2 separate regions of the Mus musculus genome follow, and region 2 is linked to region 1. A link is a contact called in public Hi-C data. All regions are on one chromosome and are shown on one strand. The core of a region is the stretch at or near the end of the contact, and the rest is flanking DNA. Distances in the headings are between cores, read along the strand shown.

Evidence for each region. Hi-C and Micro-C count contacts between places; a contact is called where the count stands out from the background.
Region 2: a contact with region 1 is called in a Hi-C map of cerebral cortex, with 3 times the contacts expected there. The contact joins two enhancer-like sites. A contact is called at or near these places in 2 of 484 Hi-C or Micro-C datasets (cerebral cortex and cortical neurons) and 1 of 9 other capture datasets (embryonic stem cells).

What each region holds. Positions count from the first base shown.
Region 1 is chr17:70,468,845-70,475,411 of GRCm38.p6, reverse strand. The region is part of intron 1 of Dlgap1 (DLG associated protein 1); the gene reads right to left. Among named protein-coding and RNA genes, the nearest start is that of Dlgap1, 47 kb to the right of the region's middle. Within about 2 kb of position 4,146, at least 7 of the 459 cell types and tissues checked have an H3K27ac peak or open chromatin away from gene starts, as enhancers often do. A contact at or near this core is called in cerebral cortex, where this site is marked.
Region 2 is chr17:70,630,482-70,638,021 of GRCm38.p6, reverse strand. All of the region lies in intron 3 of Dlgap1 (DLG associated protein 1), which reads right to left. Among named protein-coding and RNA genes, the nearest start is that of Gm46581, 27 kb to the right of the region's middle. Within about 2 kb of position 4,186, at least 44 of the 459 cell types and tissues checked have an H3K27ac peak or open chromatin away from gene starts, as enhancers often do. A contact at or near this core is called in cerebral cortex, where this site is marked.

The DNA of each region.
Region 1 (6,567 bases), core at 2,897-5,396:
CAAGTTGACAAAGACCCTCACAGTCCTGGTCATTCCAGTAAGGTCTTTAGGTCAATTTGCTGCTTCGGAATCAGAAGCTAGAAGCCTTCAATCCAGCTAAGGTTACAATCGAAAGTCAAAGAAAGCTACATTTGGAGTTTTCTACCGTAAAGAGAGTGGAAGGGCTCTGACAAGCCACCTTGTGTCCTGGTATGGTGTTTGGAAGACAGAAAGAAGCACTATCCATTCTCAATACTCTTCTCTCCGTGGGGAGGAAAAAGCCACCCAAACATATTCTATCCATATGGTATGTGTATGTGCTTATGTGTGCTTGTGTGGAGATGTGTGCACGAGTGTGTGAGTATGTATGTGTTTGTGTGTGTGTATGTGTGAAGGTCTTGGGTATTGTTCCTCAAGAGCCATCCACCTTGTCTTTTAGACAGTCTCCATTGGACTGGGGGCTTGCTGACTATAGTAGGATGGCTGGCTAGTGTGGCCCGGGGATCCACCTGTCTCTGCATCTCTAGTGCTGAGATTACAAACGGATGTCCTTACTTCCAGCTTTTTTTACAGGCACATTGGGGATTGAGTTCAGTTTCTCACACTTATGTGACAAGCATATTACTGACTGGGCTATCTCCCTAGCCTACCCCATATGTATATTTTAGCAGGAGAAACCCAAATATTTTGTTCTCTCAGATGAACATCAAATTCTGTGTGATGACTCTTCACTGTCTACCATGGCACTGCCCTATGTTATTCCACAGAGAGTTTCTCAGAAAACATTGTGTGAGACACTCTACAGATAATATTTGCATACATTCTTTCATCCCTTAGAATAGACTGTTTAGAAGTAGAATTCCATTCTTTATGTGACATTCGGGAGCCTGGATTCTTGTCACATAAATTACCAGCTCACCTTAGGAAGTGCACAAAGCTGGCCATCTCTCCAGCATTTGAATGTGAGGATTTTCTGGGTATCACATTGGCCAGAAGAAAACAAAATATGGCCAGTTTTACAGGGACATGAGGATTGGTTGGCTTCATTTAGGGTTTATTGATTTTTGTTGAATATATAATTTGATGTTTTATGAATTTTGTGCTTCTGAACATCTCTTTCCTCCAGTCTTACTGATGTGTATGAAGTCCAGTGCTATTGGTGACAACACATAAAATATTTTTTACTTGTAGGCATTACTATGCCTGGCACTGTGTTAATTAAGCCCCTTGCTCTCAGAGACAAAGAGTGTCTTTTCCCATGTGGTTTGCGTTTTAAAATACTCTTGTATGAAATCATCACTCCTATTTCTTGAGGCCATTTTTGGAGCAATCTGTTTTAGAAGCCTGAATTAGTTCATTTTTAGCATTTAACATCTTGAGAGGAGGACTGAGGTGCAGAGCCTGTGTAGGCTGCCCCTGGTGAGCAGCTTGGTGCTTCTCCTACATTAACAAGGTGACTGAGTCTCACCATGACAGGGTCATAAACGCAGGCATCACGCTGGACACTATGGTCTTTGGTACAAGTGGTGACCTTAGAATTAAGGTTCCTACGTCTTCCAGGAATCCCAAAGGACAGAAGGATGATGGTGGGCATGCTTAGGGGACTGAAACTGTCTTGCAGTTTCACACACTAATGAAGTGTGTGAAGTGGGCAGGGAACTCTCGGGCGTTTAATCATCTAAGCATCTGTGAACAAAAACTCCGCACTGTGGTCCAGGAAGAGCAGCAAGACTTACCTTTCCTTGAAGTACCCTGAAATGGAGACACTGGATACAGTTTTAGAAAAGGCCCACCCTGTTGTCACAGTTGTGCCAAACTTGCCTAGATGTCTCCCCTCTTAGCATCTGATCATGGGACCAGGTCCTTGTCACTACTGTTTCCTCTGTCACCTGTCCTTTTCTTGTTTTCCAAAGTGACCAGTAGGATGGCAATTACTATGCTGAGCTCACGGGCTACTCCGTCACCTAATCTCCATCCCCACCTGCTCCTTTACTCCACAGAGTTTTGAGAAGAGTGTTGTTCAGTTTCCACGTGAGTGTTGGCTTTCTGTTATTTTTTTTGTTATTGAAGATGAGCCTTAGTGCATGGTGATCTGATAGGATACATGGGACAATTTCAATATTTTTGAATCTGTTGAGGCCTGTTTTGTGACCTATTATGTGGTCAATTTTGGAGAAGGTACCATGAGGTGCTGAGAAGAAGGTATATCCTTTTGTTTTAGGATAAAATGTTCTGTAGATATCTGTCAGATCCATTTGTTTCATCACTTCTGTTAGTTTCAGTGTGTCCCTGTTTAGTTTCTGTTTCCATGATCTGTCCATTGGTGAAAGTGGTGTGTTGAAGTCTCCCACTATTATTGTGTGAGGTGCAATGTGTACTTTGAGCTTTACTAAAGTTTCTTTAATGAATGTGGCTGCCCTTGTATTTGGAGCATAGATATTCAGAATTGAGAGTTCCTCTTGGAGGATTTTACCTTTGATGAGAACGAAGTGCCCCTCCTTGTCTTTTTTGATGACTTTGGGTTGGAAGTCAATCTTATCAGATATTAGGATGGCTACTCCAGCTTGTTTCTTCATACCATTTGCTTGGAAAATTGTTTTCCAGCCTTTTATTCTGAGGTAGTGTCTATCTTTTTCTCTGAGATGTGTCTCCTGTAAACAGCAAAATGTTGGGTCTTGTTTGTGTAGCCAGTTTGTTAGTCTATGTCTTTATTGGGGAGTTGAGACCATTGATGTTAAGAGATATTAAGGAAAAGTAATTGTTGCTTCCTGTTATTTTTGTTGTTAAAGTTGGCATTCTGTTCTTGTGGCTGTCTTCTTTTAGGTTTGTTGAGGGATTACCTTCTTGTTTTTTCTAGGGCATTCCTTGTAACAAATATCCTGTTGTCTGAACTCACTTTGACTTCACAGTATCCAGCCCGCAGTCACTATGTTGCTTTGCATGAATAGCAAGTACCCATGCTCCAGGCTTGGGAGGTAGCATTAAACACAGAAGAACAGCCTTTTCGTTTCGTTGGCTTGGTCCCACTATGCTAATGAAAATTCAGGAAGAAACTCTTCATAGGGCCTATCCTACACACTTGGAGGATGTGCCTGGAAATAAGAAGCCACCTGCTTTCTCTGTGAGCACATGTCCCCTTTGAGGACCAAAGCTGGGATGAGAAACTATTCGAGTCATTTATGAGGATGGGCATGCCGGGGAATGAGTTAGCACACATGTTAAATCTACATTCCCGGGCTCTGTTCCAGATGGTCTCAATCGGGCCAGGCAGATCCTGAGAGTCTGTGTTTATCATTAAGTAATCAATTGATTTTTGATTAATCTATACTTATGTAGGAGGTAATTCTATTGCAACCCTTCTGGTATGGGAAATGATGTCTTGGGGCAGAATTGGAAGAGTCATTTGTTTCAGCTCAAATCATCTAAAGATCCCAAGAATCCTTCTGAATCCTTCTGCCCACATAGCTGAACAGCAGCTTAATAGAATTATGTTTTTTGAAATAATGTGTAATAAAGAAGTGTTATTTTTAAATGCAAATTAATTATTATAACAGCTAAGCTCCGTTAAGGAAGCCTAGGTTTTTTTTTTTTTTTTTTTACAGTACAGCTGATAAACATGATCCCAGTCAGGCCGTGCTTCTCCTGGCTTCCTGCCTTCTATTGGAGCACATCTCATTCAGCATTTGCTAGGTTGATAGTCTATGTCTTCTACCCTGTGCAGCATGGGCATGTGTCCTCAGGTTCTTCTCTGCATGCCCTTTCCATCTTACCTCTTGAAGTATTTTCTTACCTGCACTTTTCTCATAATGAAATCTGCCATGAAACACCCCAGACACCCACTCGTAGGCCTGTTACAGAAGTGGAAAGGTTGCCTGAGAGTGTGCAGAAATTACTTTCAAGGCTTTTTTTTTTTTTTTGACCTATCCACATGGCTGGATCAAAAAAAAAATGTTGGTTCCCATTTTGCAAGGCCAACATGAGACAGAGGTTGTCACAGCATCTTAAGGTGCTAGTATAGTGAACAGATAAGTCCCAGACCCAGAAATTCATGACATTCCACCTCCCACGGACTGCAAGAGTTACAAAGTTCTTCTGCACATCCCGCCCCCTTGCAGAGTCCTAGCCAATCACAGAAACAAAAAGTGCTCATATGCATTGTCTGCACCTCGTGGCAGATGGGAACAACCCCCACAAGGCTTGTGCCAGAATGAAGCTGCGATATCTGCCCCCAGGATAGAATGCTGAAGAAACACCCTAGGGAACAGCTCAGGCCTTGCTGTCACCAGGAAGCCATATCCTCTACTTCCTGTCCTTCCAGTGTGACCGAAAGGGAGTGGCTGATGACAAGGTGAAGTGCTGAAAGTGAAAAACGGAAGTGGAGACAAGGGCCACATTCACAGGAGATGGGTCTTGCATCTGACAAGTCTGTCTTATGGCTAAAAATAGATCCGAGGGCATCTGAAATCTTCTAGAAATGGCTCACCTTACCCCTAAACCACTCACTGCATAATGATTTGAGCACTCGATGCTAGGCAGTAACTGGCTAGAAACAGAACAACTGCTACCCAGATCGCTAGAAATAAAACCAGAAGAAACACACAGCTAAGATGCAGCATGGAAGGCAGGCATTACATAGTGGATGCAGCTAATTCTTATCATGGGGGTGGGGGTGGGGCAGCATTCAGAGAGCACACTGGTGATGGGACTGAAGGGGATGGAAGTTCAGGATGTGACATGCTGTCCACATGGTTTCTACCACTTACAGAAACATGTTCAATCTCTTTAGACTCAACTGTAACACATTTGACCTTGAAGTTAATATTTGATGGGGCTGATTTTTTCCATTTCAGAGGCTACCTATATTCTTTGTGGCATCACCTTCCTTATTCCATCATGTGTTCACTGAACCAGGAGCTGAGGGAGAAAAATGACAGGACATTTCAGATGGTTTCTACTACTGTGAGAAATATAGTCTGGGAGAAAAATAGAAATGAACGACACAGTCATCAAAGTCATAGAGTAGTCAAATGTTAGGTCAATGGGTTAGGTGATGGGTTAGGTGATGTTTCATCCATATCTTGACTCCATCTACCCTCAAGACCTCATGCCCACTAATGAGCTTGAGGGCTCTTTTCTCGTAACCTTTTTGGGTAAATTCATAGGCAATTCAGATATCAAGGTTGATTCATTCAAAACTTGTTAAGGAATAGTCTCTTGTTGGTCCTCATTATTCATGTCAGTTATCCTCTTTGGGTTTGCATCTGGGAGCAGGAAAAAAAAATAACCCAGCATGCATCTGGGCAGAAGTCTACTCTTCATGGGTGCTTTTGTTTCTGTTTTGAAAGTTTGCCCTCAAGGTAGCTGGGTCGATATTGGTCTTTTGTGTCCAGAGGCTTCTGAGAGAGGGTTCAGGGACATGGTGGATGGATGGGCCTTCTTGTAGACCCCTCTTTGTTGGTCATCCATTTTCTATTCATACAGAATTGAGGGACATGTGGAAGGATCGTGATGGATCTCAGCCTTTCAGCCTCAGAGGCTTTTTGCCTTCTGTGTCACTACCTTCCTTAGTGTGCAATGAACATAGAGACTCAACACTGATGCACTCATCCAGCTGACTGTCTTCTTGAAGGAGAAAAAACCTTCCCTTTAGTCTTTTACAGACGCACCGTATCAGCAGGTTGCTGTGCCGCTGTCCACTGGCAGCCGCTCGAAGCAGTCAAGTGGCCTCTTAAGCATTAATTGATCAGTTTGAATGACGGTACATGCATTTACTTTGCATCTTTGCAACTCCTGCTTATATAATACCGATTTTACACATCCAGATTTAGCCACCCAACGTGTCCATCTCTGAGATGTAGTGTTAAATTAGAAGTCACCAAATTTGGCAGTGCAAATCAGTTTTGCCCAAAGTGATGGGCTGTATCCACAACATTCACATATTAAACCTGATACCTTGTATGTCTAGGAGACCCCCAGACACTAAGGCAGAGCCAACATATTTCTATTTGATATGAGAGTCTAGAAAGGGACACATATCATGGGCACTGAAACAGATGCCTTCACTATCATCTGGCTCTGACATATTTACTAGCCAAGCTCCTTGTAACAGACTTTTTTTGACTTTCTATACTGAGGTTTCCTGAAATGTACAGTATGAAGAATATTGGGCTGTTTTTATACACACAGGAATTGTTGCAAAGAATTGTTGCTAGTGTGTGGTAGATGTCTCACAGTGGGTCTGAAACAACAAATCTTATGTTGGAGATAATGCAGGTCTGCGAATGGTTTATTTCTCAACACAGTGTCTCTTTACGTCAGGCAGATTGGTATCAAACAGTTGGCACTCCTGCCTCAGCTTCCTGAGGGCTGAGCTCATAGGAATGCATCATTATAACTTGATTGAAGGTTTTCATAACAACACAGGAACTTTGCAGATACAAAGGTCCACGATTTGGGGTGCATCCAATCGCTAGACATTCTCATTTAATAAGGTGGGTGGTCATTCACAGATGCCTGTGCAGCCTCAGATAGGAGAGTCAGTTTGAGGGAAAACGCAGCCGGGCACAGGGAGAAGAAGAGAGAAGAATA
Region 2 (7,540 bases), core at 2,937-5,436, 160 kb before region 1:
TAAACTGTTCAATACTGATAAAGAAATGAAAGAGCTAAATAGATGTAAATGCCTGCTATGCTTATGAGCAAGGATACTTAAAAAACCAGAAATGCCCATTTTCTCATATTAATGTACAGGTTCAATGAGATCCCTGTCAAATTTCATAAAGACCTTCCTCCCTCCTTTCTCTTTCTTTGTTTCTTCCTTCCTTCCTTCCTTCCTTCCTTCCTTCCTTCCTTCCTTCCTTCCTTCCTTCCTTCCTTCCTTCCTTCCTTTCTCTCTCTCCTTCCTCCCTTTCCTCTCCTCTCCTCTCCTCTCCTCTCCTCTCCTCTCCTCTCCTCTCCTCTCCTCTCCTCTCCTCTCCTCTCCTCTCCTCTCCTCCCCTCCCTTCCCTCTTCTTTCTCCCCTTCCTTCCTTCCTTCCTTCCTTCCTTCCTTCCTTCCTTCCTTCCTTCCTTCCTTCCTTCCTCTCTCTTTCTCTCTCTTTCTTTCTTTCTTTCTTTCTTTCTTTCTTTCTTTCTTTCTTTCTTTCTTTCTTTCTTTCTTTCTCTCTTTCTTCTGACAATATGTCTCTATTATGAAGCTCTGGGTGTCCTGGAAATCCCTATATAGCCTAGACTGGCCTTGAACTCACAGAGATCCACCTGCCTCTGCCTCCCAAGAGCTAGGATTAGAGGTACATGCCACCATGTCTGGCTGACTATAAAGACTTTTATAAGTGTAAATAAAACTATTTCTACATTTCTATGGCAGATACAGGAGCAAGAACATCTAAAATGATTTTTTGAAAAGAATAGTGTTTTAGTCTTCTCAAAGACTCATACAGGTACAGCCAGCAAGACACATTCTGTCAGGCTAACAATCAAGAGGTAGGGATGAGTAAAACGGAATGAGGAGCCCCAGGAGATGCCTACTCTAGCTGCAAGAGCAGTATGACAGAGGAGGGGCCATCTTTTGGACAATAATCTGGGTATGTTCACAAACACTGACAGGGTGAATTTTGACCCAAGTTTAACTATTTATATAAAAACAGATCCTGGGCTTAAATGTAAACCAGTGGGAAATAGTGAAGAAAAATATTTACAAGGAAGAACTCTGAAGAAGGTATCTGGGATTATACATGAGGCGAGGGGTGGCTCTGAAGACCGGTGGAAGTAGAATAATAAGTCAAACTCAATAAAACTGCATTCCTGTGTACCACCTGATTGGAGTGGACCTGCATACTATGCACAAGCCATCCAGTGGTGGAAAATTCTTTTAAAAGTTGTAATCATGAACACTTTTGAGTTGGATAGATTTATGGGTCTGGCTGTAATGTTTGTTTTCCACGCACAAACACATCATACTTTGATCATGTGACTCTTTCCACTGTCCTCCCATTTCTCTCCTGGCTCCTTCTCTGCTTCTCTAGTGGTCCTTTAGGAGAAGTTATTGAAAGCCATCCATCTCATAAGGGACAATGCTCTCCAAACCCAAAGCTTAAAAAACACAAATCAATTAAAACTTGGGCAAAGTCACAAAGAGACACACAGGAGATGGGGTTCAGTGTCATTACTCACCCCTAAAATGAAAATGAGATCCACGTGACACAGCACTGCATCCTTACCAAAACTGGATCAAATATACAGCAGTGGCAACAACAGATGTGGGTCACTCATGAAGCCATATAATGTTAACTGGCTTATTAAAAACGCTAAGTGTCCAACCATCATGCAACCTTGTCCTTGACCTCCTGGAATTTAGTTTAGACGAAGAACTCAAAACTCTTTACAGGAATGTTTATATGAGTTTGGTTTATTAAAGCCCCCAGATTGGAATCAATCTAGTGATCCATCCATGACTGATGTCTGAACGAACTATGGGATCCATAGCATGGAACAGAGGAAAAAGAAGTCAACTCAAGAAAGGGCCATACAGTATGAGTCTCCTTACGGGAGATGAAACCTTCAGAGGAACCAAGAGGAGACTAGTGGCTGCCAGAGGGAGAGAGGGGACAGGTTGAGAGGTGTTTGGACATCCAGGGCAACCTGGATGATACTAGTGGTGAGGGAAGATGTTTGCATGTTTCCTATGATGTCAACCCTGCTTATGGAATTCTAGTAAGGTTTTCCAAGATGGAACTGTGGGAGGCAGGAAGGGAAACCAGAGAACTGGAGAAAGGATATATTTTCGTGTTGACACATGCTACGTTTGTAGCTCCATGTGCTTTACAGAATCTTAAGATGGAAGTTTGGTTCAGAACCATTGCACTTGCAGACAATCTAGGCATGTCTGGTCTACAGCTGCATGCGTCTGAAGGGAGGGATGAATAGTGCAAAACACGGAAAATCATAAACTCACTCGAAACACTACACACCACGCATACACGCACACACATGCACACACGCACACACGAGTTGTACAGGTCCATGCACATAAAGTTGATCATAGGTCTTGCATGTAAATTTTGTACATGCATGTAAACACATGGTGTTGCTATGTGGTTGGACACGTCCAACAGAGATAGTACAAGCTACCAAAAAACATCTGACATTGATAATTTTGTGCCGGAGTAAGTAGACTCATGTTACTTTCCAATATTTCAAACTTTGGTCCTAGTGAATTGGGGTCTCTGTGTATAGCAGGGGTGATGTTAAGGATCTGCTGTCAGGAGTGGATTCGCGGACCTGGTTAGCACATTGTGCTGACCCTGAATCAGTTTCCTCTTCAGAGTTGGTCAATGCTGCAGTAGATAGAAGTCAAGGAAGGCAGGAGGAGAGAGGACAGGGCTGGCATTCCCTGATTATTCTTCTCCATGTCTTTGGTAAGGCAAGTGACTCTTAATGACCAGACTGGTTCCCTGAACACTGTCCCTTTCTTGCCTACATGGCACTGGCTGTTAAGACACAAGAAAACCAGAGGTAGCCACAGGAAAAGGCATTTGAAAGGCAACACTGAATGTAGGTGAAGGCACACACACCCACTGTATTTTCCCTCAGCTTTAGCTGTACAGACTTGGTGGTTTTGAAACTCAGAGGAGTAAGCTCTCATTCATCCCAGCAACAACAAAACAGTTTCTAGGAAATGCAGAGTTGTCTACTTCACAGATTTTGAACACGAGCTGTAACTGCCCATAGTACAAGGCAGGGACACACTTTCAAAGCTTTGTGAGCAAAACAGAAATGTGATCTGTGAATACACTATCACTTGAATAGAAACAGTATTTAAATGTCCACATGCATTCCGACTCAATCAATTAAGTACAAAGAGAATAATAACTAGTCTTGCTGGCTTTCCCAGTTATGCCCTTTGGGGTTGAAAAGATGAGTTCTATTCACCTGTATTAATTTCATGTTGAGGTAAATTATACTAATTTCTTGTGCTTTGGGCCATAGAGAATGAAAAAGAGAATTGTCTTAGGGTTTTTATTGCTGTGACAAAACACCATGACCAAGAGCAGGCTGGGAAGGAAAGGGTTGATTTTGCTCCCACCTTCACATCATAGTTCATCATTGAAGGAAGTCAAGACAGGAAGTCAAACAGGATGGAAACCTGGGGTAGGAGCTGATGCAGAGGCCATGGATGGGTGCTGCTTACTGCCTTGCTCACTATGGCTTACACAGTCCTCCTCCTCCTCCTCCTCCTCCTCCTCCTCCTCCTCCTCCTCCTCCTCCTCCTCCTCCTTCTTCTTCTTCTTCTTCTTCTTTTTTATAGCAATCAGGACCACCAGCCCATGGGTAGCATCATCCACCAATGAGGTGGACCATCCTACATCAATAATTAATTAAGAAAATGGTTGCCTGAAGCCCAGTCTTCCAGAGGCATTTTCCCAGTTGAGAGTCCCTCTTGCCAAAATGACTCTAGCTTGTGTCAAGCTGACCTAAAACTAGCCAGGACAATAACATTCACCTGTTGAATATGGATTAACCTCTCCGCAAGGCATCACTGAAGAGCCTTTTACTAACACATGAAAAGGGACAAAGCTTTCTGGTTAAAATGTTCTTTGCTGTGGTAGCAGCAGAATTAAAGACTGTACACTACTGAAGCAGAAAATTCCAAGATCACAATGAGTAAAGCCCACGAAACGCAAGTGCTGTGGAGCCCCGAGGGGAGAGAATTAATGCACAAAGCTCCTCTTTCAGGGGGCCAGGCTAGACTATTAAGACTCACTCTGTCCTTCCCTCTTCTGACCCCGGGAGCCCTCCTCTTCTGCTGTCTTCATGAACCGGCCTTTGTCTCCCCTCTAATGAAAGAGGCGCTTATGTTCTGTCCTGCTCTCTCTGGTGCCCAATAGAAGCCCAGTGGTGGGAAAAAATAACTGTAGGTCTAGAGGAAGACTGGAGTGTTTCCAAGGTGACGCACTCTGGTTTCCAGGACATCGCTGGAGTGTCAGTTCCAGAAAGCGCCTGAAGGGGGTGGTGCATACTGAAGAATTAGCAGTGGTTGGTGCAGCCACAGAGGAACCTTCAGGGAAAAATGCAGGGTAATTTTCTCACTCAGTTTAAAAAAAAATGTTTGTTTCATGGGTGATTTCATGAAAGAGTCAGAGGACATTAGGAACTTGAGTTTCTGTGATTATCTTTTCTAAGGCTTCCATTCGTCACATGAGGATTAAGCCTTACAGATAAGGAGTTAAACCACAAAGCTTTGGGTTTAAGTAGCTCCTGAGCAGAGTTGATGCCCAGGCTGAGATAGGGTGACCACCTGCTGTGCCGCAGAAGACTTCTAACTAGCAATGGCCAGCTTTGCTGAAAAGATAAGCATCCAATGGTAAAACAGCCCCAGACTCTCTCCCACTCCCGAAATAACATTTCTATGGTTCAGGACAAAAAATGGCCAACAGCCTTCAGAGGAAGACACAAAATTGAAAGTAGATAGAAGTATGAACGCAGTGCTGTGTTTTATTGTTTTACCATGGGGTCTGATGTAAAAGCAGCAAAGGTTTTCTTATTGCTCTCTGTCTCTGTCTCTGTCTCTGTCTCTGTCTCTGTCTCTCTCTGTGTGTCTCTGACTCCCTTCTTCCTCCCTCTCCTCCTCCTCCTCTTCCTTCTCCTCCTCCCCCTTCTCCCCCCCCCCAACCATCTCTATGTTAGGAATTCTGGCTATGTAGTCATGGTTGGCCTGGCAGTCACCCTCCCTTGTTCTCTCTCAGAATCATGTCCTATTCTTCAGTTGCTATCGTTATTCTCTCTCTCTTCTCTCTCTTACTTTCTCTCTCTCTTTTTCTCTCTCTACACACAAACACAATTTATATATTTATTTCCCTGGCATCTCTTCATTGGCCTATGTACAATTCATTTTTATAGTTTCTAAATATTTGTGGACTTTCCTATTTCTATTATTTAATTAAAGGGCAATTCTGTTGATCAGGACATATATACTGTATGTCTTAAATTATATATATTTATCATATATACATATAGTTATATGTACACACAAAGAGTGTTTAAATATATAAATATGTCCTGCTCAGTCTGTATACTGCTATTTGTGTATACGTGGTTTCAGGGCTGGTCACTAGTATTGATCACTTATTGGGGGTTCATCCCTGAAGAAGACATCTTCCTGGTCTCAGTATTTCTTAGGTTCCCCATGACATCCAGCATTTCAGTTGGTGCTGTACTTTTTCAGGTCTGGTTTAGGCCACCATGTTGTTTGGGTTCCATGAATGTAGCTTCCCTGTGGTTCCTTGGAGACACAATGTCACTGCAGTTTTCCTGATCCTTTGGCTCTTGCAATCTTCCAATCCCTTCTCCCACAGTGTTCCCTGAGTCTTAGGTGCAGGCACTGTGTTGTGGGCATCTGTCCTCATGCCCACAGATGAGTGTAGCTCCCAACCCTCATAGAAGTAACTTCTCTTTACCTCAGAAGGAAACCCTTAAGGGAACCACCAGCAGTCAACCGCAAGAGCAAGTGTAGATACCCAGCCCTTGCTGCCAAATCTCCTCAGTGGGCGCACTGACATGCAGCCCGAACTCTCCTCTTAGAACGGCCTATCTGTATTCAGAAAGTTCTGGCAAGTCTGGCTTTCATTTAATTCTAGCAGTTATAACATTTCCTTCCCGACTTCTTCAAATCTACGTTTGTCATTCAACAGAGATTGCCCCGTCTCCAAGAATTTGTGGAGTGTCTGCTATTTTCCTTGCTATTGACCTCTGGTTTTGTTCCTTTGTCTTTGTTTTAAATTATCTTTTCTTTCACTGTCGACTTTAGATGTTAGCTTTGTTGGATGTAGCAGTCTTGGCAATTATTTGCTTTGAGGGCTTGAAATACATTGTTCCATGCTCTCCTGCTTTTAGGGTTGCTGGTGAGAGACCCCATTATTCCAACATGAGTTGGTATTTTTATTTTCCTCATAGTGTTTTTTTTTTAAGTTTTTTGTTTTATTTATGTGTGTGCTTATGTGGTGTGTCTCTCTGTGTGTACGGACACGTGTATGTGGGACCACCAAAGACCAGCAGAGGTTTCTGTACAGCTATAGTTACAGACATTGAAAGGTCATGGAAGGACTTTTCATGCCTGCCACTAAGTAAAGAGAGTGGAGAAGGTTAAATAGCAAATAAGATATTCGACTATTTTATTCTAGAGGGAGAAAGACTAGGCAGGGAGTCTGGGTAAATGATCGTGAAGGACTTGGGGAAGAGACACCCAAGAAGGGAGAAAACAGATTTCCAGGGCAGCGAAACTACTTTTTTTTTAATGACTTGACAATTGTTGGATATGACATTATTTGTTTGCAAAGCCTTTTGAATGCACAAGATGGAGTGTGAGCTGAAAGATGAGCCGTATCAATGAGGTCTGTGAGCAGGCCACGGATTCTAACAGTACGCCGTGCCTCTGGGAGGGGGTGGGGTGGAGAGGACAGCTGTGGGTGGGGACAAGAGAGATATGGGAATCTTTTGTATTTTTTCTTCAACTTTGTCCTGAACCCATAGGTACATTAAGTCTACTTTTAAAAGCTGAAAAATTAAGTCTACTTTTAAAAGCTAGAGAGAGTCTGTAAATTGGGTCCATTGTGCTGTGAACCTGGATAGAGGCAGTGACGGTCATCCTCACTGTGAGAGAATCGCCATCAGAGGTTGTACTGGATGTGTGAGTATGTGAGTCTTTGTCCATTATAGCAACCAGGCAAACCTCTCTGTTCACTCAACAAAACACACTGTGTACCAGCTATGTTCCTGGAGCCTGGGACAGTCTCATATGCATATCAGAGAGGACACACATGAGAGGGCAGTTAAAATCCTGGGGACAGCTGGTCAGTGGTGGCGCACGCCTTTAGTCTCAGCACTTGGGAGGCAGAGGCAGGTGGATTTCTGAGTTTGAGGCCAGCCTAGTCTACAGAGTGTCTCAGGACAGTCGGGACTATACAGAGAAACCTTGTCTCCCCAAAACAAACAAACAAACAAACAAACAAACATCCTGGGGACAAATATTAGGCTAGTTGTTTAACAGGGTTCCTAGAGCAACTCTGTACTGACAATTTGGATAGATGAGCTCACTCTTCAGTTTGCTTTTGGGGAAGGTGACAACTAATTAGCTGCCAGAACCCTTCTGCTACACTCACCGCAGTTTTCTTAAAT